5 separate regions of the Mus musculus genome follow, and regions 2, 3, 4 and 5 are each linked to region 1. The links are chromatin contacts, called in public HiChIP or PLAC-seq, Micro-C and promoter capture Hi-C maps. All regions are on one chromosome and are shown on one strand. The core of a region is the stretch at or near the end of the contact, and the rest is flanking DNA. Distances in the headings are between cores, read along the strand shown. Region 1 holds the start of Ahctf1 (AT hook containing transcription factor 1). Region 2 overlaps Psen2 (presenilin 2). Region 3 holds the start of Coq8a (coenzyme Q8A). Region 4 overlaps Cdc42bpa (CDC42 binding protein kinase alpha). Region 5 holds the start of Smyd3 (SET and MYND domain containing 3).

Region 1 (5,158 bases), core at 968-3,467:
TTTGTTGTTTTGTTTTTGGAGACAGGGTTTCTCTGTGTAGCCTTGGCTGTCCTGGAACTCATTTTGTAGACCAGGGTGGCCTCGAACTCAGAAATCTGCCTGCCTCTGCCTCCCCGAGTGCTGGGATTAAAGGTGTGTGCCACCACGCCCAGTTCTTTCCACCCCCACCCCTGGACTTTTAATCCTCAGCCTAAAGAATCTGTGTCAGTCCTCTGTGCTCTGTGTCAGTCCTCTGTGCTCTGTGTCAGTCCTCTGTGCTCTGTGTCAGTCCTCTGTGCTCTGCAGATGATTAACGAACAAACGCCCAAAAGGTCACCTGATTCCCCAGTTACTAAGCTCAGTGGTAGAATTCCTGGGCTGAAAATCCATCTTCTTCTTACTACCAAGGAGTCTGATATGGAAGGAAATTTGTTCCAAAGGATGGGAATATAGACAGAAGAGGAAGGCAGGCAGGGATGGAAACTAACATGGGTGTAGGACAAAGGCAGGTTTTCTGTTTGAAAACAGAAAATTAGTTCATAAGAAAGAGGGATGGGGGATGTAGTTCTGTTGGTAGAGTACTTGTTTAGCGTTCATGAAGCCTCGAATTTGATCCTAAGAACCACCTAAAACTGGGAAAGGGGTGCATGCCTGTAACCCCAGCCCTGACTGTCATCCTCAGTTACACACTGAGTTTAAGGCCAATGGTGCACATGAGACAGTCTTCACACACCCCATTCACTACCAGCAAAACAGAACCAGACCACACAACACTTACTGCAAAATCTTGTCTAACTTCTTCCTCTCACAATTTAGAATAATACCTTGCGCAAACTAGCACACTTTTACATCTTGCAGTGAATAAAGAAAAAGTCACAAAGATAAACAGTTTATTTCTAAGAGGCAGCTTTATCTCAAAAATTGTGCAGAGAGAGAGAGTAGTAGAGACAGGCTTTCCTGATTAAAGCAGTCTACTAATGTCTTCTCCTTCTCTCTTCCCCCTTCTGTTTGTTTGTTTGTTTGTTTGTTTGTTTGTTTGTTTGAGATAGGGTTTCTCTATGTAGCCTTGGAACGACTATGGAGACCAGGCTGATCTTGAACGCACAGAGATCCTCCTGATTCTGCCTGTGCTCTTACAACTCAGTAATAAAGACACATTCTATTTCATTTGTTTGAAAATTCTTTGGTGCTGGGTCTAGCTTCAAAGAGAGATACTGATAGTCTACAGAAGAAAGCCCAAAGATGAGCTCCAAATGATAGTCTAGAAATGATACAGTCTAGAAATGATACAGTCTAGAAATGATACAGTCTAGGGATCTTGATTGGATCTGTTTTCACTGATAGTTAAAAGAATGAAAGGGTGGTTCAGGTCTTTAATCCCACGGCTCAGGAGACAGAGGCAAGAAGATCTCTGTGAGTTTGAGGCCAGCCCCATCTACTAAGAGAGTTCCAAGATAGCCAGGGCTGTTACACAGAGAAACCATGTCTAGAACAAACTGAAAGGAAAAAAAAAAAAAAAGAACTGTTAAGACTAGAAGAGTTAAAAGGCAAAGCACAACAAGCAGTAGCAGAATTAGCAGTTAAAAAGGCGTTTATTGCAGGCAGTAAACACACAGAGAAAAAGACCTTCTACAAAACAGAGAGGGGATTTGAGAAGCTGAAAAATCCAGTCTCTTCTTGAGGCCTGGGGGTTGTAAAACCTCTAAAACCTCCCTGACCTACTTTAGTGTTGGTCAGTTTGAAGGCAGAAAGGATGGATGGTTGATCGGTCCACTACAGTTGTGTAACGTGTTCTAATCAGGCTTTGAACTTATTGAACCAGTCCATCAGCAGGTGACCTGCAGGTAGATGATAAAAGCTTGCCAGGTTTTTGTCTCAAATCAGGAGGTTAAAAAAAGCTGGCCATCTTGGAAATTCGCCATGGCTCATGTCCCTGTTTGTCTACTAAGGGTCTGCCCAACTCCTCGTCTCTCAATACTAACAAATCGAAAAGAAAACATAGGTTTGGCATAATGGAACCTACAGCTTCGTGCATGCCAAGCACGAAGCTCTGCCAGCAGAATTACCCAGCGTCAGATATATGACAAAAGATTAGGCTAGGCGACCTGAACTCTCTGCTTTTTGAGAAAAAAAAAAAAATGAGAGTAAGAGTTTCTCAGTAAGTCTGGGTTTTGTGTGTGTGTGTGCGTTTCCTTGAAGAGTTGGAGCACAGAACGGAAAAAACGGAGGCAAGAGCAGCAGTCATAGACGGAAAGATTATCGCTTGGCTGCCAGCAGGAACCGCCACTAGATTAGGCCGGCCCTTGCTCCGCAAAGCCGGACACGCCCTACACTACGCCCAGCGCACAAAGCCCTATGGGACTTGTAGTCTTTCGCCTATCTGCTCCTAGGAGGCGGAGAGACCCTGCTGTACGTAAATGAATCTTTCTTCCCGGCGTCGTCTCGGTTTTCTCCCTTTGCGAAAGGCCTAGTAGGGAAAGTTTGAAAATTCCCGCGGAGTCGGCGCCAGAGGCCGGAACCCTCGCGAGAAGTCCGAGCCCCGCAGCGCGATCTGCGATCGGATCCCCGCCCTGGCCACGATCCTTCCCTGGGCGGAGAGGCTGTGTGTGTGGGGTTCGGGCAGTGCGCCCGGGGTAATGCGCAGAGCGCGGCCCGAGCGGTGCCAGCCCAGTAAGTCGAGTCGCCAGCGGGGAGGACGCGGCGCGGGCGGTGGGACGAGTTCGAAGCCGGGATTGGGCGAAGGAGCACCCGGGGCCTGAGGGGACCGGCGAGAGACTGAGCGAGAAGCGGCTTCCGCGGGCCCGGGGCGCGCGCCGGGCCGTGTCTCCCGGGAGATGCTGTGACGGACCGCACGGAAGCAGCGACGCCGGGGCCCTTGGCGGCCTGGCCCGCGGGCTCAGGTAGGGTGGGGAACCGCAGGCCCGCGCGCCGAGGGCGGGGCGGCCGGGGCGGCGAGGCCCGGGGCCTAGGCCGGGCGCACCGCCTCGCGGGGAAGCGGCGTCCGCGAGCCGCGACCGGTGCGGCTCGTTCCAGCGCTCGGGCGTTAGTTACATAACCCTGGCGGCGGGTGCCGGCACATGGCCGCAGAGTCGAGCCTCCGGGCTCGTCTCCCGCGCCCGCGGGCGGGATCTCCGCCCCCCGGGACGAGTCTGACTCGAGACCCCGGGCCGTCAGGGTGTAGCGGAGCGATGGAGACCTTTGTGGGGCGTTCCCCGCGGACAGCCGCGGGCGCTCCGAGTCTCTCCGGCGTTGGCGTGAGCTCCACATGGTCCTGTGCTTGGCTCGGGTGAGTCCTGGGCGGGGGAAAAAGTTTCACTCGCGAAGCGGGCCACAGGGCTGAGTGGATCTGGTCCAGGACATCTAAGAGAACCGTGTCCGGAGCTCATCTGCGAGCTGTAAGGCCCATGACTTTTGCCTTTGGTTGACTTTTTGGAGAGTCGACTCTGCTTTTTGAATTGATAGGTACACACATGGTCCTTTTGAGACAGGTGGTTTTTGTTGACTTTGTGGAACCTTTCTTTTTGGTACCGTGAAGAATCACATCCAGGTCCTCACACATGTCAGGCAAGCGCTCCACCACTTGAGTTGTGTCCCCAGCATGGGATCTTGTGATTTTTCGGTTCCTAAAGCAAACGGCAGCCATTCTTAGAGGTGTGTTGTTATAGGAAAGTGAGCGTTGTTATTTTTGTTTATTTTTGATGCCAGTGATCGAAGCTACCACCTCGAGCTTATTAAGCTCGAGCCCCGCCACTGAGATCTAACCAAGTCGCTGAGTTTGGGTGCTTTTTTTTTTAATAGACAGTTGGAGACATTTTTTAAAGAGCGTGGATTCTTTAGAAGAAAATATAATTTGGTTTTTGATATACTAAAGAATCTGTGGGCTTTAAGAACTGTCTTTAACTGTCAGCCTCCCAGAAGACAGACGTTGTTGGGTGAATTTACCTATTTCAAGCGGTGATGTTTGTGCTATGGGGAGACTACATTCCGTGATTTAGTTTGTAGTTTTAGTGGTTCTGAGGATGGCCTCGCACATGTTAGGCGCAGAACCTGCTTCTGAGAGGACCTGCTCTTTACTCTTGAGAGACACTTATCACTTTGTAGCCAGGGGATCCTTGAATTTTTCTCTGTCCTTGCCTCAGCCCAGGGAATAACCGGGATTACAGGTGGGAACCACATAGTAATTTAGTAGTAAAATGTTACCAGTTTGTAAGGCAACCTAATTATTTGTAAACATTTAAAGTTGGAGCACAGATCTCCACTTAACAAATAAAGCATAGATCCTAACTTTATTTTTTTTATTATTTTATTTTATTTTTGGCTTTTTTTTTTTTTTTTTTTTTTTTTGAGACAGGGTTTCTCTGTATAGCCCTGGCTGTCCTGGAACTCAGGCTGTCCTCGAACTGAGAGATCCGCCTGCCTGCCTCTTCCTCCCGAGTGCTGGGATTAAAAGCGTGCGCCACCACGCCAGGCTAAGATCCTAACTTTATAAATCCAAGAATGAAGTGTTCCTTCTCTAGGTTAGCTTAAAGGTCTCCGTAGCATGTCTATTCTAATCCAGCCTTATTGCACAGATTTTCTTCTTTAGCCACACAGAATAAGACAAGCCCTGGGCTCATAATATTCTTGAAAAGGTGTTTAATGTTGGGTGCTCATCTTTTGAGGCATGTCAGCTTAACGTTTTAAAATCCTCACATTTCAAATCCTGCCTCTAACTACCACATTATTTTTCAAGACAGCCTAGACTGTCCTGGAACTCACTCTGTAGACCAGGCTTGAGTAGATCTGCCTGCCTCTGCCAACGGGTGGCTGTGCACTTCCACAGCCCCTGCTCTTTTTTAATCTCAGTTTATTCTTAGGATTTCACAGTGTATATATCTCTATTGTAGCTTTCATTCCTGCATCTTATATTGCGATTATGAATACCTTCTTCTAGAATGTAATCTGGAGGTCAGAATGTAGATCTTCCCTGCCTATTGGGGTCTGTCTTTCCTAGTACACTGTTTTGAAAGCACAAGGAACGGTGGTGCATGCCTATAATCATAGTTGGTGGCAAATGGTGGTGGAAAGCCGGAGTTTAAGGCCAGGAGTTCAGAAATCCTGTCTGAATACCAGAATTCAACAAAAAGTAAAGCAGCGTGTGGTTGTTTGGATCACAAGTGAAAGACTGCCTACTTGGGAC
Region 2 (5,158 bases), core at 935-3,434, 420 kb before region 1:
GGACCCGTTGTTCCAAGGGCAGGGCAGGCACTTTGGTGATTTGCCCTCACCCTAGACACCAAGGGTAGAGGTAGAAACGGCCACCACCATGCTTGCTTCCAAAGGGACGGCTTACACAACACCTATGATTTCATTGGTGACTGCTGCTGAGAATCTCAGAGGGTTTCATTTCAGCTCATCTGGGTCTCTTGTAAATGCAAACAAAATAAAACAACAAAACTCCAGTCCCTGGAGAGAGGCTCCCACCATCTATTTGCCCACTGTCCCTAGATGGGGAAGCCCTATGGCCTGTCCAGGGCTCTGTCCACCTAGTAACCAATATGCAGGTGTCCTGACTGGGGTGGGGGGGAGCCCTGCCCCGTGCATCTTGAGGGGCAATTGCATATCTCTAAGAGACAGCACATGTCTGTGGCCGTTCGGGCTAGTCTCAGGATTACACCACCCACAAGGTCATGTCACCGAGTTCCCTCACCTTGATGTCCTTCCTGCAGGGCTTGTGTCTCACCCTCCTGCTGCTTGCTGTGTTCAAGAAGGCTCTGCCCGCCCTCCCCATCTCCATCACCTTTGGACTCATCTTCTACTTCTCCACAGACAACCTGGTGCGCCCTTTCATGGACACTCTGGCCTCCCACCAGCTCTACATCTGACAGGAGCCAGGCGGAGGCTCCGAGAGCTATGGGGGCGTCACTGGATGCAGGTGTATAGTTTTACACTCTAGTGCCATATATTTTTTAAAGAAATTTTCTTTCCTTACAAAAGAAGAAGAAGAAAAAAAAAAAAAGAATAAAAACGTGTCGTGTTTACTTCGTGATGAGGAAGCAGAAGCCACCCTTCGGTGCTACCTGTCTTGTCACCAGACTGCAGCTTGCCTGTCGGAGCATCTGTGGCGCCGGTGGGATGCTTGGATGCTCAGCAAGCAAGCGTCTCTTCAGGGATGAGGTCGTGTGTGGAGCAGGTTGGGGAGGATGCAGGCCCCTGTCCACGTCTGTAAGTCTCCAGGGATGATCAGAAGGAACAGGTGCATTGTGGGAACCAGGAGGCGCCATCACCCTGACCAGAGGTGGAAAGCCCGTGTGCAGTCATGAATGTCCCCAGTGCTGTGTTTGTGATGTCTGTTACTTTAGAACCTTAGAAGCCAAGTCCTGTTCTTATTTCTGCAGTGACTGCTGGGAAGTGGCTTAATAATGATACCAATAAACAGATGCTCCTGCTGGAATGCTGGTGTTTGGCCCCTTTGTTCTCCGCTGTGTAGTGAGAGGGGCTAGGGGCGGGGCTTAACCCATTGTCTTAGGGTTTCTGTTCCTGCACAAATATCTTGACCTGACCAAGCTTAACTGCCTGGCCTCTCTGCACTGGGTTCTTTAACTAAAAAGTTCCATAACAGGGCATTGGGAGGTATTGGGACAAAACCTGCTGGAACCACATAGATCCCTGGCTATGGCTTTGGTAGGTTGTATGTGGGGTCAGAAATACTGCAAGGAAGTTGCTAAAAAGCTGAGTGGTTGCTTTGACAGATGTCCGTCCTTAGTAGAAGCCAGAAAGCCAAAGGGCTAGGGGGCCACCTGGGTTCAGAGTTGCTTCCGGTTCCTGCCTGCGATGAAAGGCAGGCAAGCTTCTCTCTGCCTCAGCCTGGCACAGGTTGCTGAGTCTCTGAAGTGCCTCTGGGTGGGGACGTGAGACCACAGAAGCTACTGCCCTGCTGGGGCTGCAGAGAAAACCCAGGTGTGTGTGCTAGCCCCAACCCTGTGCTCCAAAAGTAACTGCTGGGTACTGAGCAAGGGTGGCGCTTCTTCCCCCGTAGCACTACCTGAGACACAGCAGAGACCCAAGAAGACCAGCAGGGCAGGGACACATGCTGCTGATATCAGACACCATGTTGGAAGTTGGTAACTGATACAGAGCAGAGCCTGGGAGACCAGAGAGCAGCTGAGGATGCCGGGATAATTCCTCGCCATTAAAGCACCGGTGGCGGCGGCGGAGAAAACAGAAAAGCCCATTACAACTGTCAATTATGGAAATGTTTATCTTCCACAGAGTAGTTCTAGGGTGAAGGTTGGGTAAATGTTTTGATCTTAGCAGCTCGAGGAGATGTTTATGAAAAGGCTAGCCAGGATAGAGGCCACACTCAGCGCCGAAAGTGGAAATAGAGGTGTGCCCCGCCCCACCGTGTAAACGAGCTGACGCGGGGGCGGGGCGTGGGGAGCAAGGTGAGCCGTGGTTGGTCCCTGAAGGACCCGCGGTTCCTGGCTAAGACAGTGTTAGGACTGGGAAAACACAAGTCTCTGAGGGAAGTGAAGTGGAAGTGTCACGAGGAAGAAAAGAAAGATCCTAGAGTAGATTCGACCTGAACTCTTCACAGCAGAAGGACCCAGCACACGAGTGGAAAAGACAAAACAAGAGCAACAACAACCCAAAACAAAACAAAACAACATCAAAACCCAGTAAACCAAAAACCAAAAACCCCAGGAGTTCAAGAGAGATCCAAACGTCCTGGAAAGGACACTGAGCAGATCTGCAAACCTCATCCCCGCCCTGTGGAGCCAGTCAGCTAATAACTTCCTTATTGGTCTCAGAAATAAGTGATTAAAAAAAAAAGATATCAATCCTATTGCCTTTGTACCCATTCTTAGGACAATCTGTTCCTTTAAAAAATTCTTTGATAATTTCATGTATAATATACCTTGATTATATTCTCCCCCGTTCTCTCCCCGCCCTCCCGACCCCCTTCCGAAAGGACCCTTCTTCTCACCAAGTCCTCTTCCTTTACTCTCGTGTCTTGTCTTGCTCTTTGTGTCCCATTACTGTTCAGGGCTACCTGCACAAGTGTGGGAGGGGTTATCTATCTGAGCAAGGACAAGTTACTGGTCGCTCCAGGACCAAGGGATGTGACTCGTCCCCCAGGGACTGTGAGCTGTCTGTAACTCCTCAGGGGAGGGTGGGCCACTGCAGAGCCCTCCCTCATCCATGATGACTGTTGATAGGCGTGAAGTCAATTTGTACTCCAGCTGGTTTTATTTTAGACGTTGGCATGGTTGTTTTTTTGTTGTTGTTGTTGTTGTTTTTTGCTTTATAGAAATGATATCATTCTGCAGTGTGTGTGTGTGTGTGTGTGTGTGTGTGTGTGTGTGTGTCATGGCACAAACCTGTAGTGACAGTTCTGAAATTTTGCTTTCTTTTAAAAATAGAGAATCACTGTATCGTTTTAATCCCAGGTGTAGGGTGTGGGGCTGCTTCCGACTGTCCACAGCAGCTGACTCTGAGGCTCCTCCTGCTCTTGCAGTTTCTACAATTGTGTGGTGTTTAGAATTCTGGGAACTTTTCAGAGGGTATTAATGCTAGGGCCCAGAGAGGCGGGGTTGGACTCAGGGGATTTGGATAGGGTTTGTTAGTAGTCGGGGAGCGGGGTTGGAGATGGATAAAAAAATGGGAAAAAGAAGACCCCCACAAAGTAGCAAAGAGCAGCTACACACATCTGGAAGCTGGAGGCAGTATGCAGGGGTCTGTTCCTCCCTTCCACTGGATCAGCCCCAGGGACTCAACGCAGATGGTCAGGCTTTGTGGCAAATGTCTTTACCGACTGTGTCACCTCACTGTCTCTTCCTGTGTTTTCTTGTCCATCTTGAAACCTGTCTGTAAACGTGGTGCAAACACCCTCCCCTCCCCGGGGTGGGGGTGCTTTGCTGTGCCAAATTAGTTTGAGACTGTGTGATGCTTCATGTATCTTTTGCCTTGGAATCTTATGAAATCTTTCTACACCGTCAAGGCTTTTCTAAAAGCTAATGTTTTTATTTTGACGATAAGATTTTTAATTCTTCTTTTAATTTAGGAGGGAGGTGACTGGGGTTTTCTGTTGTTTTCTCTCTCCAGTTGTCCAGTGTATTGTCGAACTCTCCTAACATATACCAAGTTTCCATAAGCAGTAGTGGACATCTGGATTCTCTGCTGTGTTGCATGACATTGGCTCTTCCAGGCCTGCAGGTGAATGGAGCCGCGGGGTGGGGGGAGAGAAGACCCAGTTCTGAGAGCGCCTGGCCCCAGGAGCTCGAGGCAGAGGGAGGTCAGTCTAGCACTGTACCCAGTCACCCCAAAAGAGGCAAAGCCTTTCAGTTGCACAGCATGGAACGTGTGGAAGCAACACACGTGCCCACCGTATGAGACCCGGAGACCCACACAGTGATAACATGACTCGAGGCTCCGTCCTCTCTCTCCTCTGTGTTCCCCACTCCTCCCCATGGGTGGGAGGATGTTCAGGCTGCAGGACCACTTTAAAAAAAAGTCAGGGGAGAGCCAGGCTGTGGTAGCATATGCCTTTTAATCCCAGCATTTAGGAAGCAGAGGCAGGATGATCTCTGTAAATTCAAGGCTAGCCTGGTCTACTGAGCAAGTTTCAGAGCAACCAGGTCTACAAAGAGAAAACTTGTCTCAAAAGAAATTAAAACAAATCGGGGGGGGGGGGGGAGTGGATGAGGGTATACAGGTGAGCCAAATAGTAATTCAGGGATTTCCAAAGCTCTGGTAGAACTACGCAATCTCCAAATAGCAGCAGCAGGGAGTCTACTCTGTAGAGTAAGACACGGGGCAGGTGCACTGCACACAGCTAAGGAACGAGGACAGCCCCAGACACTGGCTGGTCTCTGCCTGCTGCTATTCAGTTCTGGCTATTGGATCTCACCATCCTAGGCCCACATGGGTTACGGGCAGTGCGCAGGCTAGTGCAGTGGAGGGACTCCAGGAGCAGTGGGCACAGACAGGACCTGGGCTGATCAGAGGAGGCCAGAGTCCTTCATCCACATAAGATATGCCTGGTGTGTTCCTGGCCTGGTGTGTTCCTGGCCACGTGGAGACAGAGCCTGGGTTTTGATTCTCTGAAAGATGTTTCCACTTCCAAATGCACAGAAAGATACAGGAAGGAGAGCTGCTTGGAGCATGTGTGCTATGCTCAGGTTGGAGTACTGTGAGGGGACCCCAGCCAGGGACACCACAGGATGGTTTAACAGCAGGTATTCATGAGTGGAACCAAGGAACACCAGGAGGCTGCAGCTACCTAGAGAGGAGTGGAGGAAGAGAAGGCTTGATTGGCGTGCTTGCTGTCTTTTGCAGGGGACGCTTCCCACCTTGTCATGAAGCAGCAAGAACGCCCTCCCCCAGATGCTGAGAA
Region 3 (5,158 bases), core at 1,148-3,647, 390 kb before region 1:
CATCCTTTGACGACCTGGGGGTAAAAGGAGGGCCCCCTTAAAGAGTCCTCATTTTTACTTAAGCCTTAACCATCTTTAACTGTGTAGCTCAGCTGTCTTCCGTAGTTTGGGTAAACACAGACTAATCAAAATCTTGAAGTGACTGACATGTCCACATATGCTTGTGCTTGGGCCATGCTACGGTCAGGAAGAACTGGCGGAGGCCCTTAGCCTTCACCTCTGAGTGCCCCAGAGATTGTGCAAGCAGGAAGTTTAGGTTAAGGTAGAGTTGTCAACCTTTTGGCTGAGTGTTGAAGGCAGGCCCCAACAAGCAACCAGTGGTATGAGGCAGGTAACTTGCTGGTTCCAGGCATTTAGGAAAATCTGTGTCCATCCTCTTACCTGATCAGTAAGCCAAGTAGATGTGTTAATAGTCACACACATAATACACACACACACACACACACACACACACACACCCCACAGACTTCCCATATTAGTTTTGAAAAGTTACTAAACAACAATTATAAGGGCTCCTGGGGAGAATCTGATTTCCAAAGATGCCATGTTGTGTTAAGATAGCCAGATTTTAACAGCAGTACAAGACACACAGAGCTACAGTAATAAACACAGAGGAAATAAAAAAAGATCCTGGGCTAACTATCTAGGCAAAACCCTTAGATCATCTATTTCAAAAACATTCAAAGAACTGATCGGAAGCATGTCTAAAAAATAAACCAAGACAAAAGTAGGAGAATGATGTGCCCCAAAATAGAGACACAAGGAAACAATAAGAATAATAAGATGTGTTGGGGTTGAAACCCACGGTGAGTGAAGTGACTAGTTTACCTGTGGAGCCGAGCAGGCTGGGGAAAGACCACCCCTGGAAATAAGTCCATGGACATTATCCCAGCTTGGAAAAGAAGGAAAATGAATAGAGCGTCAACCCCAGGGACTAACACCAAGGATAGGAGTACAGACAGTGGGAGTCTTGGAGAAATAAGCCTGGGCAGAGAGACTCAAGAAATAATGGCAGAGCCCATCTCAGTTTTGATCAGACTAGCAATCTGCATGCTTAAAGCCTGTATTTTAAACAGAAAAGCCTTAGCTTTCTATAATGCAGCAAAATACTCAAGATAACCAACTTAGAAATAGGAAAGATTTATTTAGGCCTTGGTCCATTGGGCTGTGACTTTGGGGTCTCTCATGAAGCAGCAAGTCATGGTAGGATGGTGTAGTGGGCAGAGCTGCTCACCTCATGGTAGCTGTTGGCTTCTCATGGGAGCAGAGAAGGCTCCCAGGTCCTAATATTCCCTATAAAGTCACAACCTCAGTGATGTGACTTTCTTTCATCAGGCCATACTTCCTAAATGTTTGACAGCCTCCCTATGCCTACTTCCCTTTGGGACCAAAGTGGTCTTTGAGGAAAAAATATTCAAGATCCGAACTATCGAAGCCTTATTAGATTGATTTTGTGGAGAAGGATGGAAAAAGAAGTGGAGACAGTAAGCATAGAGAATACTTTCAGAGTTTTTGTTTTGTTTTGTTTGAAACATGGTCCAAATCATATCAATCTGTCGAAAAACGGAAAATAAACCATGGGAGAAGCGAGCGATTGTCTTAGGTTCGTTAGAGGGAAGCTGGCCTAGCATTGCTGGGCGAAAGGGCTGAGCTGGCACGGAAGCATCTTGGAAAGGCCCCAAGGCTAGGTATTTTCTCCCATTTGGTACAAAGGTGGCATGGACCTGTCGCAACCCTATCTTTTCTGGGTCAGCAGTCCCTTAGGGATGTTGTGGGTCAATGTTGTGTGTGTTGAGTGCACTCCTCAGGGCTGTTTTTCACCTTGGAAAAGGATTGTTTTTTTATTGGCGCTCATAATAAGCAAGCACAATTAGTCTAAATACAGAGCTGAAGGGTATAGAACTTTGGTGTCAGCGCCATAACACTTCCCTAGGCCAAGTGCTTTTGGAGGAACCCAGGCAGAAGCCTCATCACATGGCAAAAAACCAAACCAAACCAAACCAAACCAAAAAACCAACCCGGGCCTAGTCTAGGTCCTGGGGCGGGGGCCTGGGGGGTTCCTCTGTGGTCCCATCAAAACTTCTGAGGTCTTCCCGGCCCGACCCCTAGGAAGCTGAGCTAGCGTCGGTACCCAGGCGACCCTCACGTGGCTGCCAGGTGAACGCTTGTCAATCTTCAGAACGCAGGCGCAGAACAACTGCAGGCTTTTTTCCCTGCCCGGGAGAAAAGACAGCTAACAGGCAGATTAGGGACCGCGGCCTTCAAGGGCGGCCTCTCATTGGTTGCTTTTATTCCACCCTCAGTCCCTATTGGCTGTGAGCTGCGCACGCGGTAAGCACGCTCCCACTGCGTCCTGTGGCATCGGGGCAGCTAACAAACAGCGGCTCAGCCAATGGGAGGGCTCGGAGGCGGGGCAAGCGGAGCGCGGCGTGCGCACCCGGGCTAGAAGGTAAACAGAAGCGGAGAGTGTGCGGAGCGCTCGCAGCGGGGCGAGCGCGCGGAGGCGTTGCGTTGCGGACGGAGGAGCTACCTTCCTGCAGCCCGGTAAGGCTGTCGCCTGCCGGCCCGCTGCTAACCTCAGCACCCCGGGGTCCCTTCTTATACTTTCAAGTGACAGTGCGGCCTGCGTACGGTGCAGCCCTTTCCCGACCCGGGTCTGGCTCAGCGAGCAGAGGGTTGCTTGTGGCCTCTGCGTCGTCCACGCACGTGGCTGCCTTTCTCCCAATAATGTTCTGAACTCTCAGACCCTCGAACTGTGTGCTCTGGCTGCAGTTTGTGTCAGAACTACAACTTCTAAGCCCGAGCCAGCTGTTGGGTTTCACGGCTGGGGTGAAGTCTGGGAAGAAGTCCCTTCCTTGTTCCTTTTTCTTCGTTTCTTTTTGGTCCGTCCTCTTGTTTTTCCCAGACACTGATGGCCACACTACCAGTTTTGACAGCTCCTGCACTCTCTTGCACAGAAGCTGTCACATAACTCAACCAAGCCACCTTCAGAGTGTGAGGGGACAGAGGGAGAACGCTGTAGGGGCGGGTCTGGGTTCTGGGACCCTTCATTGGCTAGGCAGCCTGAAGGGGCAGAGGCTGTGTGCAGACATCCAATCTGGGTTGGGCTTGCAGCACTGTAGAAAATTGATTTAGGCTCACTTGGACTTGGTGTCTGTGGAACGGGACTCTGGAGCTGGGGTGTGTCAGGCCAACCTTCTTGCCGGAGGATTTGGACTAGTGATCATGACAGACATCCAGTTGTGCTGTGGCTGGCGGCCATGCTGGCAGGGAGGTTGTTGGGAAACATTTGGAGTGAGGAAGGCACTTCTGAGAAGAGGCTAGAGGGGTTTGTTGGCTTACAAGAGCAGTGTCTGTACGACTCCGAGGGTAGCTTTGGATGCTATATTTAGCCTTGTGAATAATGAAGACAGCTGAATTGTGACCACTTGTGGACCAGGTGACACAAAGCAAAAGCGAGGCAGGCAATCTGTGCATTCTCTGAGCTAATGAACCACCTGAGACAGAACTTCCCAACTCCAGACTATTAACATGTTGGACCTAATCTTGTTTACTGTGCCTGCTTATCTTATGCAGGGTGTGTAGCTGAATCCCTGGCTTGTACTACTAGACAAATAGTGACACCCCCACGGCCACCCAATCCCACCAATTGTGACAACTGAAAATGTCCCCTGACATTGCAAAATACCCCCAAGAGCAAATTTGGTTGAGAACTATGCAGGCAGGACTCTAGACAGGGTCACCCCATGCTGCCAGGACCTCTGTGCAACTTGCCCACAAGTAGTTGGGAAGTTTAAGACAGTGTTACAGTCACTGCTGTAAACAAATGGTGGAAGGCATTCGGTGGGGGCTTTAAAGGTGAAACCCTGAGTGCACTGGGTGGTAGGGGTGAAACATTCTGAGGGAGACTTGGCGGCTGAAACCCTGGGCCTTTGTGCCTGATGAATGTGACTAAGTAGGCACAAATTATGAAGATGTGGAAAACTGGTAGTTTCTGCCCCTAGGAACATTGGGAGCCTTGGCGGGTTAGCACAGGGAACCACCATAGGATGGTTCTTCAACGGTGAGCAAACAAGTGGGCGCTAAATGCTGGCTAAGAGACTTTCTGAGGGCGCACTGTTCTTATCCACGCAGTTTGCTTAGCCATGTGCGTGTGTTGTAATGTGGAAGGAGAGCATGCCTGTGTCTGCAGGGAGTGTCTGGCTGCACACCACACGTATACATGCACACACATGCAGGTGTTTCCGTGCAGTGTCTGCACACACGCAGTTTGCAGAATGCATTTGTTGTTGATTAGCACCAGAAACCATGGTCCAGTTCTTCTTTTGTGTAGAGTGAGAGGCTTTGCTTTTGGGTCTACATTTTGCTTTCTGTGGAACCTAGAATTTAGTATTAAGTCCTAAAATGATGGCTGTTCGGAGAAGATGAAAGATGATGCACTGGAAAAGAAAAATATCCGAAGCCTTTGCAGTGAATTTGTATTTTTGTGGGAATGTGCCAGGATTCTGCAGCTGGGGAAGGAGGAGCATTCCAAGTAGGGGTTTTGGGGTGCCCTTTGTTACCCACAGAAAAAGACCTGGAAGGGAAGTCACTTCCTTCTTAAGAGAGGTTTATTATTGGGAGGCTCACAGCTTGGCAGGATAATTTTCCGTTAAGAGCCACGGACCCTGAGTCATTCTCTTTGCCAGTCGAAACCAGAGCCGTGTGCAAAATTAGACAGGAATATTATAAGTGTTGTTTTGGCTTGGCAACTGGGAATAGTTCTAACATTCCTGTTAACAGTCAAGAACTGGGGAGAGCCAGTGAGAAAGGAGGTAGTGGCGGGGGCGCTCAAAGATCCTGCTTCTTCTCTAGTTGGTTGTATGATGGGAATGGGCGTGAAGGGGTGGGAGGGGCAGCCTTTAAGGACAGGGTGACCTGAGTCACAGGTAGTAGAATCAGAGGGACCATAGAACTCAGCGTGTGGACTGAATATATACAGGTAGGATATGTGGGTCAGAGTTCTAGATGGTGAAGAAGTTGTGTAATGGTGTCAGTACTGGAAATAGAGGTCATAAGAGAAGGAACTAACTTGGGGGAAGGTGACGATGTTAGTATCAGACATAATGGGGCTGAGTGGCTTTGGAACTATTTTATTCTATCCTTTTTTATTAAGATA
Region 4 (5,158 bases), core at 1,106-3,605, 340 kb before region 1:
CGCCTCCATCCCACGAACCTCTAAACATTACCCCGGACACTGGGGACTCCTATGTGAGACGCAGCACCAGCTCAAAAGGTAGCCAGTGGACAGTCACGACACTGAGTGGTATAGAGTCCTACCTATGATTGCAGCGGCCTGCGTTGTCTTAATGAGGGGTAGCGTGCTGTCGTACGCCTCCTTGGGGACATACACTGAGCGGTCTCTGAACTTGTTTTTCTTCAGAATCTTGTGGAGTTCACTCAGCACTCCCACCCACTTACTCCTCTCATTCTCGCTGTCTGCTAGCATCAGGATGGAACATTTGTTACTAGGTGCTGAGAGCTGGGAAGCTGTGACCTAAAACAATTTAATAGTCACAATATTAGAAAACAGACATCTCTAATGCTAGCTTCAGAATTACGCTCATCTGCTTAGCACTCATCAGTAAAATGAGCATTTATTAAATTATCACTTTAGCACACTTTAGTTGCACTGAGTGAAAGTGTCTCACTGTAACACTACAATTCAAACAGCAGGAGGTGATACAAGTCCAAGTGTGACTTTCATTTCATGCTGTGTTACATAATGCTATAAAATAATGTAGACACCAATTTCATAACTGACACAAAATTATCAAGTACCAGGAAGAAAAGTAACTTACAAGTATTAACTCATTTCACCCCTTAACAGCTTCAGGAGACAACAAGTATGATTATAACCTAAGCGTCTATGTGAGACTCCACGGTAAAGGGAAAGTGAGCAATCTCACGAGCGTGGAGCAGAGCGCGTCCCAGTGCTCTGAAGCACTGCATCAGACTGTTCCCAAAGTCTTAGTGCTTCCTGACAACCTTTTATATTCTCATTAAAGAAGACAAGAGCACTAGAAACAGTATGCAAATAAAGTTTACAAATCAATCAGAGCACTTTTAAGCTATTATTTATTATGTATATAATATACACGCTACATAAATGTATAGACACCCTTTACATACTTACATATGCTTTAAACATCAGTGACAATACAATTCTACTGCAAATTAGTTACAGGTAAGTGAACCTTTATAGGCTCCCTAGATAGCTAGGGGAGAATAAACAGCTGCTGGCCTGGAAAGTGAGAGACTAGGTTTAATCTCTGACCTTCCTTGGATGTAAGATTCATACACAACAGAGACAGACGAGCACTATTCACATTTTGGAATATTTGTTATAAAGAAGTAGACAACTGAATCACAATTTTTACAATGAGAGTTTTATAGAGAGCAACTTTTTTTTTTTAATTTGAAGAACTGCATGAGATAATATTTATTTAGAGGTTAACTGGGACTCAAAAACATTATAGAACATGAAGAATACTTTAGAAACACTGATGTATTCTACAAGTCTTAGCACAATTTTGCATCCATGGATGGTACGGATACATAAATGAGTACTAGGTCTAGGTGTTGTTCCAGTAACTTTATGATTTATACAGAGTAGCAAAATATATTCATTAAAAACAAGTAATTAGGTGCTGGAGAGTTGGCTCAGTGGATAAAGCACATGCTACACAAACCTGAGGGTCAGAGTTTGGATCCCCAGAACCCAGGTAAGAGCTAGGTGGGTTTGTCTGTTGCCCCAGAGCTCCAGAGGTAGAGCCAGGAATGGCTGGGGCAAACTGGCGAGCTAAACTAGCTACAGCTGCTAGCAGCAGGTTCAGTGAGACTCCATCTCAGTAAACAATGTGGAGAGCAGTCAAGGAAGATAGCTGATGTCACCGTCTACCCTTCACATGCATGTGCACACAAACATGTGTGCACACAAACAAATGTGCACAAACCCAAAGCCTGTATGTGCTCAGTCATCCACAGACTTACCCTGAATATACAGGGGATATCTTTTCGACTCATAGACTTACCCTGAATATACAGGGGATATCTTTTCGACTTGCGTGAATAACATCAGAAGCTAAGACTGAACTCACAGAAAATTCTTCATCTCTGAAATAAAAGTTAAACATTTAAGGTTGTTACATGTTGCTGTGTGTGTATGGTTTTGCTTATATACCCAAATAACATATACAAAGCAATCCTCAAAGCTTAACTGTATAAACACCCAAGCTCAATTTAAAGCAAAACAACAACAACAAAAAAACAAAGTACAAGACTCCCCTACATAATGACTAACAGTACTCAAGGTAATTCATCAGGAGTGACCTGGCAGTGGTGCATTACACCAGACATAACAGTGACCCACAAAGGTACACAAGACCAGGAAGCACACAGCCAGAAGCAGCTTTTGTTAGCCTCCAGAATTCCTAATGACTCTCCTGCCTGCCATAATGAGTCTCATGTGTGCTGTGTCTGCTCCCCTGACTGTGAGGAGTGGCTTACTCCTTGCTCCTGCGATGAGTCATGAGTCCCCTACTCCCTCTGCCTTTAAGTCTTGACTCCGTCTTGCATTCCTTGTAACAGACAGTCTTGCTGTTGTCCAGGCTATCCGTGACCATGTGGGCTGAGGAATGGCCCTTTGCTAGCGCTAGCTCCTCACTTTTCAGGTCTGCCACATCGCCCTTGCTGATATTCCCTGTGTATTTCACTGTGCTTCAGATACTAGGCATAGGGGGAATGTGCATTTTTAGCAATGGCTGTGCCTGAATAGGAGACAAGTGGGACCCACCATTCAGAAGCAATGCCTGAAGCTGTGGGAGAAAATAACCACCCCCAGGACAATGCCCGAGGTTCTAGGAAAGGAGGGAGGTGTTGAGGGCACACGAAGAGTCTGGACAGTGGTGCTAGGGAGACAGACTCTCAGGTGTTGGCTGCTTTAGTGCGTTGTCCAGGGGCCGTGGGAGAGTTACCCCTTCACTTACACTCAGTCACTTTGCAGTTTCAGACGATGACTTGAACAGCGCATAATTAGGACTCTTTTACTACATAACTGGTCTTTTAGATGTCAACTTTGACTCCACATACTCAAGACACAAACCAACTTGCCCTAGAACCACCCTTAACTTTCTAGTATGTAGCTGTAGGGCTAAACCTGAAAACTGACACAAAATTATTTTACCAAAACATAGTAACCTAGAAGAAAGACCATAAACCTTGATCTACGCTGCTGTGACAGATCTGTCTTTATTCCTCGCCCTTACCTCATGTCAATCACTTGACTAATGACGGAGGTGGGCTGCGATGCTTTTCCCTCTGCGATATCATAAAGAAACAGTTTGAAGTCGCAGACCACAGCCAGTGCTCTCTGCCACCCTTTCTTCACTCCCGCCGGCTTAGGGATCTTGGTTCAGTTTCAGTCAGACAAACAAACAGACAAAACTCAAATGAGAATTATGGTGAGCTGCAGGTGGCACCTGAAGTCTGTGCGCGCCCGCCTATCCTGGGCCTGCTCTCTCGCTGCTAAGACTGCAAGAGTGACAAGGGGCCAACAGTGAGGGGAAAGTGGGAACACTGTAGTTCCCAGCAGCTTCTGAGGGCTCTGAACTGACAACTCACTAAATGCAGGTCACTCATGGCTTTTAGAGAAAAGCGTAACAAGCAGACATGGTTATAAGATGAACCTGACACTCAGGTCACACTGTGCGTGTTACTCTGGCTAGCAAACCAACATCGTCATAGTTCCTAACTTAACCCTCCCTCTTAGGTAAGACCAGAGCCCCAAGACTCCTTTATGATGACTGCAACATTTGCAAATCTCGAGATACAGAAAGACAGAACAGTTTGTGATATTCTAGAGTTCATTTGCATGTAATCATGACTCTAGTTAAAATATTATTTAAATGAGTTCGAGTAATTAACTTTTCTCTTAAGCACTATGTTTATTAAGTGACAAACAAGGTACTTACCCTGACATGACCCTCATACGCCGTCCCAACTCCCTTCTGGGGGTCTATGCCCAGTGGACCTTTAGTTTGCTCAGGAGGAACTGGGCAAACCGTCGGGGCTTTGTTCACACAAGTTATATGACATGAGAACCCACAGACTTTTGGAGGAAAAAAAAAAAGGAGACAATTTAGATAAAATTTCATTTTAACAACAAAAAAATTCACTGGCACTAATTGCACGCGTGGTGCTATGTTAGACAAAGGCTTTTTTTCTATTTTATTTTAAATAACCACTTTTTACTAGGGGAAACAAATCCAGTTGCTTGCCGTTCAGAAGTTCATGAGAGGTAGTAAATATTTTTATTATTTATATTATTATTCTCTTTAATACTAGTGATCAAAGTGAGAACCAAATAGATAAAAACCCAACAACCCCAACCTGGTGAGTACCACGGCTGACTTATGCACAGCCCTACAGAAGAGCTCTCTGGAGGGTTTCTAGCTCTTTAATCCTACGGCAACTTGTCATCAGCCCTGAAATCCCCTTCCAGGAGTTAATAACAGACATTTAGCTACTCAATGCTCTCTCAGCATGTGGTATGCATGCATGTATGTATATGTGTTTGCATGTTCACAGTATGTGATGATATGGAATCCAAGGTTGATGTCAGGCATCTTCTTCCATCTTCCACTCCCCACTTGATTTTGAGGTCCAGTCTCTCATCAAACCTGGAGCTCAACAGTTCAACTGGTCCAGCATGCCAGTACCCTTAAGGGTCTCCTACCTGTACCTCCTGAGGCCTGGGATCACAGCCGGGCCACAGTCCTTTACATGTGTGCTGGAGACCCTGACTCTGGCCCTTCTGCTTCAGTGGTTAGCACTCATTCACTTCGCCATCCCCCCAGCCCTGTAAATGGCAGCATTCTACCAATCGTCTGAAACCATGTGTTTCAGTGGCTATAAAGGTACATACAGAAGGGCGGGAGCATGTGGAGTTGTGGTCTACATGCTTTCACTATGGGTCGGATAAGAGTTAACTCCACTGAGCATGGTCTGCTTAGAGCCCATGTGCCCTGTTAGCAACAGTACTGTCATAAACAAGAGCTTTCTTTTCCTGGCTGCTTCTTACCTTCACAGGAACAGCCCTGTCTTATCAAACCGACCATCAAGGAGGTGCACTGGTGACACTTGGTAGGGGCAGTGAAAGACTTCACGAAAAATTGATGAGTCTTGCGCTGCAAAATACATGACAGGAGAGTCAGTCCTTCCGCCTCCCACTGTGCACCCATGTGGAGCTGCGGCTCCTCACGCACCAGAGACAAACTTCACGGGTGCTGCATGGATGTGTGCTTTCAGCCTCAAGG
Region 5 (5,158 bases), core at 1,101-3,600, 290 kb after region 1:
TGTGAAGGCCCCATAGAAAAGGCTCCTGCCAGTGTGAAGACAGACGGACTGCTGTGACACACCTCCCCACACACTATTTGCAGATGACCAGTGTCCTATGCTGTTCTTACAAATAAACTCAGGCAAGATCTGTTAAAAAAAAAAAAGAATATTTCTGGGTGTGATGGCACATGCCTTTGATGGAGGCAGGTGCAGGGGCAGGGGCAGGGGCAGGAAGTGGAAACTTAAGGGTTCTTTTGAAAGTCAGTTGTGTTGGATGGTGTTTTGCTGGCAGAAACCTGTGAAGGAGTGTTTTCCTGAAGTGGACACAGATGAAAGGCTAAGGTAGACTCCTGAAGGAACGCTTTGCTGACGTCAGTCTGGGTCCCTCCTACTGACTCTTGAGTAGGCTGAGGCCTGACTGCCTCTACTAGATAGTGCCATTGCTGCTGATTCATATTTACCGTCCTGACTCTACCTAACTAGACTACTAATATATCCATAAAGTGCTTATGATTGAGCTGTCGATACTGATGCCTATAAACTAACCTACTGATTTCCTGACAACATAAATAAGATTTACTAAAAAAAGAAAAAAAAATCTAAACTGGCTCACTTCCGCTGTATCCTTTCTTTCCCATTACCTCAAGTAGGTGGTGGGCTTCAAGAGAGGTTAAAACATTTTAAAAACATCATTAAATATAGACTTTAAAAAAAAATTACAGGCAGTAGTGACGCACGCCTTTAATCCCAGCACTCGGGAGGCTGAGGCAGGTGGATTTCTGAGTTCAAGGCCAGCCTAGTCTACAAAGTGAGTTCCAGGACAGCCAGGGCTACACAGAGAAACCCTGTCTCGAAAAAAAAAAAAAAAAAAAACAAAACAAAACAAAAAAAAATTAAAGTTACAGGAAGGGGCAGGGGCAGAGGCAGAGAGGCAGGGGTGGGGCAAGGGGCAGGATTAGGGACAGGGTTGGTGGGTGGGGCAGAGAGGTAGAGGCAGGCAGATCTCCGAATTCCAAGCCAGCCTGCTTTACACAGAGATTTTTCAGGTCAGCCAGGGCGAAATTGTGAGGCATGGTCACAAACCAACAAAATATTTGGATTGAAGTAAGAAATCACTCATAGAAAAAGATGTTTTAAGCAGGATTTCTCTGTTACTGAGGCTAGTCTTCCACTTGTGTGTTTGCTGGGGTTCCCAGAAGGCACACAGACGTGTATACAGGAAAGGCAGAGGCAGGATGTCTATGAGTTCAAGGCCAGCCTGATCTACACAGAGAGTTCCAGGACAGCCAGAGATACACAATAGACGCTGTCTTTAAAAAGCTTTGTGTGGTCTGATATAGGTCTCATATAGCTGAGTCTGAGCATCAGAACTGGTTGATCATGCTGACCCTCCTAGGCAGTCTTGTGCCTACTCCTTTGCTTGTTCATTGTATACCCATAATCCTTTGCTTGTATATCCATAATCCAAGAACTCAGGAGGAAGAGAATAAAGGGTTTCTGAGTTCAAGACCTGACTGCAACATTATTTCAAAGGGTTCAACAAACATAACTCTAAAACGGTTTATAAAAAAATATAGGCATATAGATAGATATACAGAAGGTGTGATCCAAAACTGCAGATGCTGGGCTGGAGAGATGGCTCAGTGGTTAAGAGCACTGACTGCTCTTCTGAAGGTCCTGAGTTCAAATCCCAGAAACCACATGATTGCTCACCACAGATCTGTAATGAGATCTGATGCCCTTTCTGGTGAGTCTGAAGACAGCTATAGTGCACTTACATATAACAGTAAATAAATCTTAAAAAAAAACCCTGCAGATGTTAAGAATTTTTCGATCTAGATGCTGAATATACAGATAACCACTGCCCTTTTTTTTTTTTTTTTTTTTTTTTTGATACAGGGCTTCTCTGTTGTATAGCCTTGGCTGTCCTGAAACTCACTCTATAAACCACGCTGGCTTTAAACTCAGAGGTCTTCCTGCCTCTGCCTCCCCAGTGCAGAGGTTAAAGGTGTGTGCCACCACTCATGGGCTCTTACCATTTTTTTTTTCACTATGCATTAAAATTTGCATAATAAGCTGGGCGTGGTGGAGCACACCTTGAATTCCAGAACTGAGGAGGCTGAGGCGGGCAGAATCCTGTGAGTTCGAGGTCTAAATAGAGAGGTTCCTTGGTCTATCAAGAGAGCTCCAGATCAGTCTTTGCTACACATAGTGAGACTCCGTCTCAAAAAGAAAAAGAAAAAGAAAAAGAAAAAAAAAAGCGCGGAATAAAATACAGGAGGAAATACACCACCCCATCCCGAGCTGTAGTAGGTCCTCCTGCGCATGCTCACAGGACCTGCGCGCTCGTCTCCGCCCCCTGGTGTACGCAAGCGCAGGACGCAGGCGCGCAGTCAGAAAACACGAGACTCAAGCTGAGGGACGCAGTTCGGATCTGAGGTGTGGATCTGAGGAAGGATGGAGGCACTGAAGGTGGAAAAGTTCACGACTGCCAACCGGGGAAACGGGCTGCGTGCTGTGGCTCCACTGCGCCCCGGGGAGCTGCTCTTCCGCTCCGACCCCTTGGCTTACACTGTGTGCAAGGGGAGTCGTGGCGTAGTCTGTGATCGCTGCCTACTGGGGTACGTACGGAACCTGAGCCCGGGGCGCGTGGCTCTGCGGGTGGGGGTGGGCCTCGAGGGCACAGCTCTGTGGGGTGTCTGCAGCACCCTAGGCTGCGGTGGGAATTGGGGGAGGCAGTGGTGCAGATGAAGGGGAAGCGTCGGGCAGATAATTTTGCTGGGGAACAAAAATATTCAAAGCCTGTGCAACGAGCTTCATTGGTTGTGGAAATCAGAAGTGGCAGGGGGGTGTGAGTCTGGGAAGGAGTAGGGGTGTGTACGTCAGGATCAGAACTGAGGCCCCACCTGACCTGTCTTGCGGGAGGAGCGAGAAGCCTGGTGTTTATGTTGTACTTTGCTGGTCTGGATTTTACGTGGCTTGGGTTTAGGAAGATGAATGAGACATCCCTAAGGACTGGAGCAAATGAGAATTAACCGTGTAACAAAAGAGCAAAATAAGAGATGCAAACAGTCTACTCTAGGAGCGTAGGACTCGCGGTGTGCTTTGCCCTCTAGAGATTGTGCGGACAAATGTAACTCACCACCTCTGTGTAGATGCAACAGTTTATGTGACAGTGTTTCGAAGTCTGGAAGCACGGTGTCAGCGGAGGGTGCTTTACTGTTTATAGAGTTGTGTAACATATACACTTCCGTCCGCACACATCGGGTTCCCACCATGCACTGGGATAAGGACTCTGAGGTAGGTAGGTTCCAGACCCATCCCTCTGTGTTTGGGGTGGGTAGAGGTGGGGAGTCTAGCTTTACTATACATTCCAGGATACTCCCCTCGCTCCCCTCTCCTCCCTCCTCAGTCCCCGCCCCCTCAGACAGGGTTTCTCTGTAGCTGCTCTGTAGACTAGGCTGGCCTTCTCTGCGTCCCAAAGTCTTGCTGTTACCAACGCCCGGCTTCCACAATATTCTTGTTTAGTTTATAACTGAAGACTTCGCTTTGCATTTTAAAGTTAGCAAATAATAATGTTATCTGTTATCTTCTCAAGTGGTGATCGAAATGACATGCACACACCTGCACGCGATTTGTTGCTGAAAGAGCAGCGGGAAGTTTGTGGGGTTAAAGCAATTCACTCCCTTCACAACTCGGCCTCGAATGCCACGAACCCCCTTCTCACAGACTAATTGGAGAAAGCAGGACTCTTCCTTCATTGTGTTACATACTTTGTAGGCTATTTAGAGTGTAGATGTACCTCACCCCATGGCAGAGAGCTTACTGCTTAAGTCCTAAAGCATTAAGTGGTAAAGATGATGTAAGCCTCCTTGCAGACATAGTTTGAAGGCTGTGTTGCTCAGTGGGTAGAGCAGGTGCATTTAATCATAAACAATGACAAATTAGTAATGGAATGATCAGAGATTGTCTTTTGAACCCAGGTGCTCTGGAAGGGCAGCCAGTGCTCTTAACCACTGAACCATCTCTTCAACCTGAGATGTTCTTTTTTGTTTGTTTGTTTTTGTTTTTCGAGACAGAAATCTGCCTGCCTCTGCCTCCTGAGTGCTGGGATTAAAGGCATGCACCACCACACCTGGCTGAGATGTTCTTTTTAAAAATTTTGCTATATATATATATATATATATATATATATATATATATATATTTTATGAAGTACTGGAGTTCTGTACAAATATTGTCTTGGAGCTGATTTTGAGTCATACGTTAGAAAGAATCTCCCATTTTCCAGAATAAAGTACACAATGAGCCTGACTTTTATCATTTTTCTTTCGAGAACCATGGTGATTCAAGAACCAAAAAAAAAAAAAAAAAAAAAATTCTTGAAAGGTTGTTGGGGAACTCTCAGCTTTGCTTTAAGGGTGGGAGAAACCTGGATGTGAAGATGAACAGGAACCAAATCAGAACTGCCCTGTAGTGGTCGGGCTGTAGTCTGGGCCGCATCCTGTTGGTAGCACCCTGGACGAGGGACTCTGCTGTGCTCTTTGGGAAGCTAATTGCTCTCTTTCTTGGATTAGCCGAGCACAGGCCACTGCTTACCTTAACTGACAGGTGAGAAAGGATTGTTCTTTTTGGCTAAAAGGTAGGAGGCAGCCCTCACCTCTCAGGGTTATAAACAAATGCCAGGAATCCAAACAAGTGCATCCTTCAGGCTGGCTAACAGATACTTGCTTATTCGTTCTTTACACAAAACAGTTGATTTGTGTTTGCTTTGGGTTGTCACGCTGTATGTATGCTGGAATTCACTTGCGTTATAATAGCAAGCCCTTCACAGAACACACTCGTTTCTATGGTTGTAGGGCTCTGAGCTGCCTAGTTGAGAATCATTGCAGCCTGAAAACTGTATTAGTGAAATGCTGGTACATTCTTAATGTGGTTTCCCATCAGTAATGATGTGCATCATTGTGGAATACATTTTCCTGTTCTTCTTCTTGTACGTGGAGTTTGTTTGTTTGTTTATTATTCACCATCACTTATAAAGTGAGAAGAAGGTGTTGTATTGTTGAGTTTTTGTGTTCTAATGCAGAGCAGACATAGCTCTCATTTTGTAATATGAGTGTCTGGCAGGATTATTTTGCAAACTTTTTTTCTTTTTCTTTTTCTTTTTTTTTTTGAG

Evidence for each region. A called contact is a pair of places that touch in the nucleus more often than the background predicts. HiChIP or PLAC-seq counts read pairs in DNA pulled down with a chosen protein or histone mark. Capture Hi-C pulls out chosen DNA fragments and counts their contacts.
Region 2: a contact with region 1 is called in an H3K27ac HiChIP or PLAC-seq map of extraembryonic endoderm stem cells, with 2.9 times the contacts expected there. The contact joins the enhancer-like site here to the promoter of Ahctf1 in region 1. A contact is called at or near these places in 18 of 39 promoter capture datasets (the 3T3-L1 cell line, 3T3-L1-derived adipocytes, the C10 cell line and 10 more), 2 of 484 Hi-C or Micro-C datasets (ECoMG myeloid progenitors and adipose-derived mesenchymal stem cells), 33 of 115 datasets of contacts at active chromatin or transcription factors (the SCID.adh cell line, astrocytes, bone marrow-derived dendritic cells and 18 more) and 3 of 9 other capture datasets (adipose tissue, embryonic stem cells and liver).
Region 3: a Micro-C map of muscle stem cells shows a contact between it and region 1, with 8 times the contacts expected there. The contact joins the promoter of Coq8a here to the promoter of Ahctf1 in region 1. A contact is called at or near these places in 17 of 39 promoter capture datasets (the 3T3-L1 cell line, the C10 cell line, the HPC-7 cell line and 11 more), 2 of 484 Hi-C or Micro-C datasets (embryonic stem cells and muscle stem cells), 27 of 115 datasets of contacts at active chromatin or transcription factors (the 230-238 cell line, CD8 T cells, DN3 thymocytes and 19 more) and 3 of 9 other capture datasets (adipose tissue, embryonic stem cells and pancreatic islet).
Region 4: a contact with region 1 is called in an H3K27ac HiChIP or PLAC-seq map of epiblast stem cells, with 3 times the contacts expected there. The contact joins the enhancer-like site here to the promoter of Ahctf1 in region 1. A contact is called at or near these places in 14 of 39 promoter capture datasets (the 3T3-L1 cell line, 3T3-L1-derived adipocytes, the C10 cell line and 9 more), 1 of 15 datasets of contacts at CTCF or cohesin (the NIH/3T3 cell line), 20 of 115 datasets of contacts at active chromatin or transcription factors (the 230-238 cell line, the SCID.adh cell line, bone marrow-derived dendritic cells and 14 more) and 3 of 9 other capture datasets (adipose tissue, liver and pancreatic islet).
Region 5: a contact with region 1 is called in a promoter capture Hi-C map of liver. The contact joins the promoter of Smyd3 here to the promoter of Ahctf1 in region 1. A contact is called at or near these places in 2 of 39 promoter capture datasets (liver and pre-B cells), 8 of 484 Hi-C or Micro-C datasets (B cells, CD4 T cells, CD8 T cells and 4 more), 14 of 115 datasets of contacts at active chromatin or transcription factors (the 230-238 cell line, the SCID.adh cell line, bone marrow-derived macrophages and 6 more) and 3 of 9 other capture datasets (adipose tissue, liver and pancreatic islet).

What each region holds. Positions count from the first base shown.
Region 1 is chr1:179,801,074-179,806,231 of GRCm38.p6, reverse strand. It overlaps Ahctf1 (AT hook containing transcription factor 1), which reads left to right and starts at 2,217. Exons shown (of 36, transcript NM_026375.2): 1 at 2,217-2,879.
Region 2 is chr1:180,223,062-180,228,219 of GRCm38.p6, reverse strand. It overlaps Psen2 (presenilin 2), which reads left to right. Exons shown (of 11, transcript NM_001128605.1): 11 at 492-1,216. The coding sequence ends at 647. Among named protein-coding and RNA genes, the nearest start is that of Gm37336, 3.2 kb to the right of the region's middle. Within about 2 kb of position 2,184, at least 272 of the 459 cell types and tissues checked have an H3K27ac peak or open chromatin away from gene starts, as enhancers often do. A contact at or near this core is called in ECoMG myeloid progenitors, the SCID.adh cell line, adipose tissue and 14 more, where this site is marked.
Region 3 is chr1:180,193,259-180,198,416 of GRCm38.p6, reverse strand. Coq8a (coenzyme Q8A) reads left to right here and starts at 2,397. Exons shown (of 15, transcript NM_023341.3): 1 at 2,397-2,544.
Region 4 is chr1:180,136,523-180,141,680 of GRCm38.p6, reverse strand. Cdc42bpa (CDC42 binding protein kinase alpha) reads right to left here. Exons shown (of 37, transcript NM_001359541.1): 23 at 4,924-5,029; 24 at 3,815-3,951; 25 at 3,110-3,249; 26 at 1,877-1,958; 27 at 123-339. Among named protein-coding and RNA genes, the nearest start is that of Gm38331, 9.2 kb to the left of the region's middle. Within about 2 kb of position 2,355, at least 33 of the 459 cell types and tissues checked have an H3K27ac peak or open chromatin away from gene starts, as enhancers often do. A contact at or near this core is called in epiblast stem cells, pancreatic cancer cells and second pharyngeal arch cranial neural crest, where this site is marked.
Region 5 is chr1:179,515,233-179,520,390 of GRCm38.p6, reverse strand. Smyd3 (SET and MYND domain containing 3) reads left to right here and starts at 2,350. Exons shown (of 12, transcript NM_027188.4): 1 at 2,350-2,603. The coding sequence starts at 2,440. It also overlaps the pseudogene Gm5561.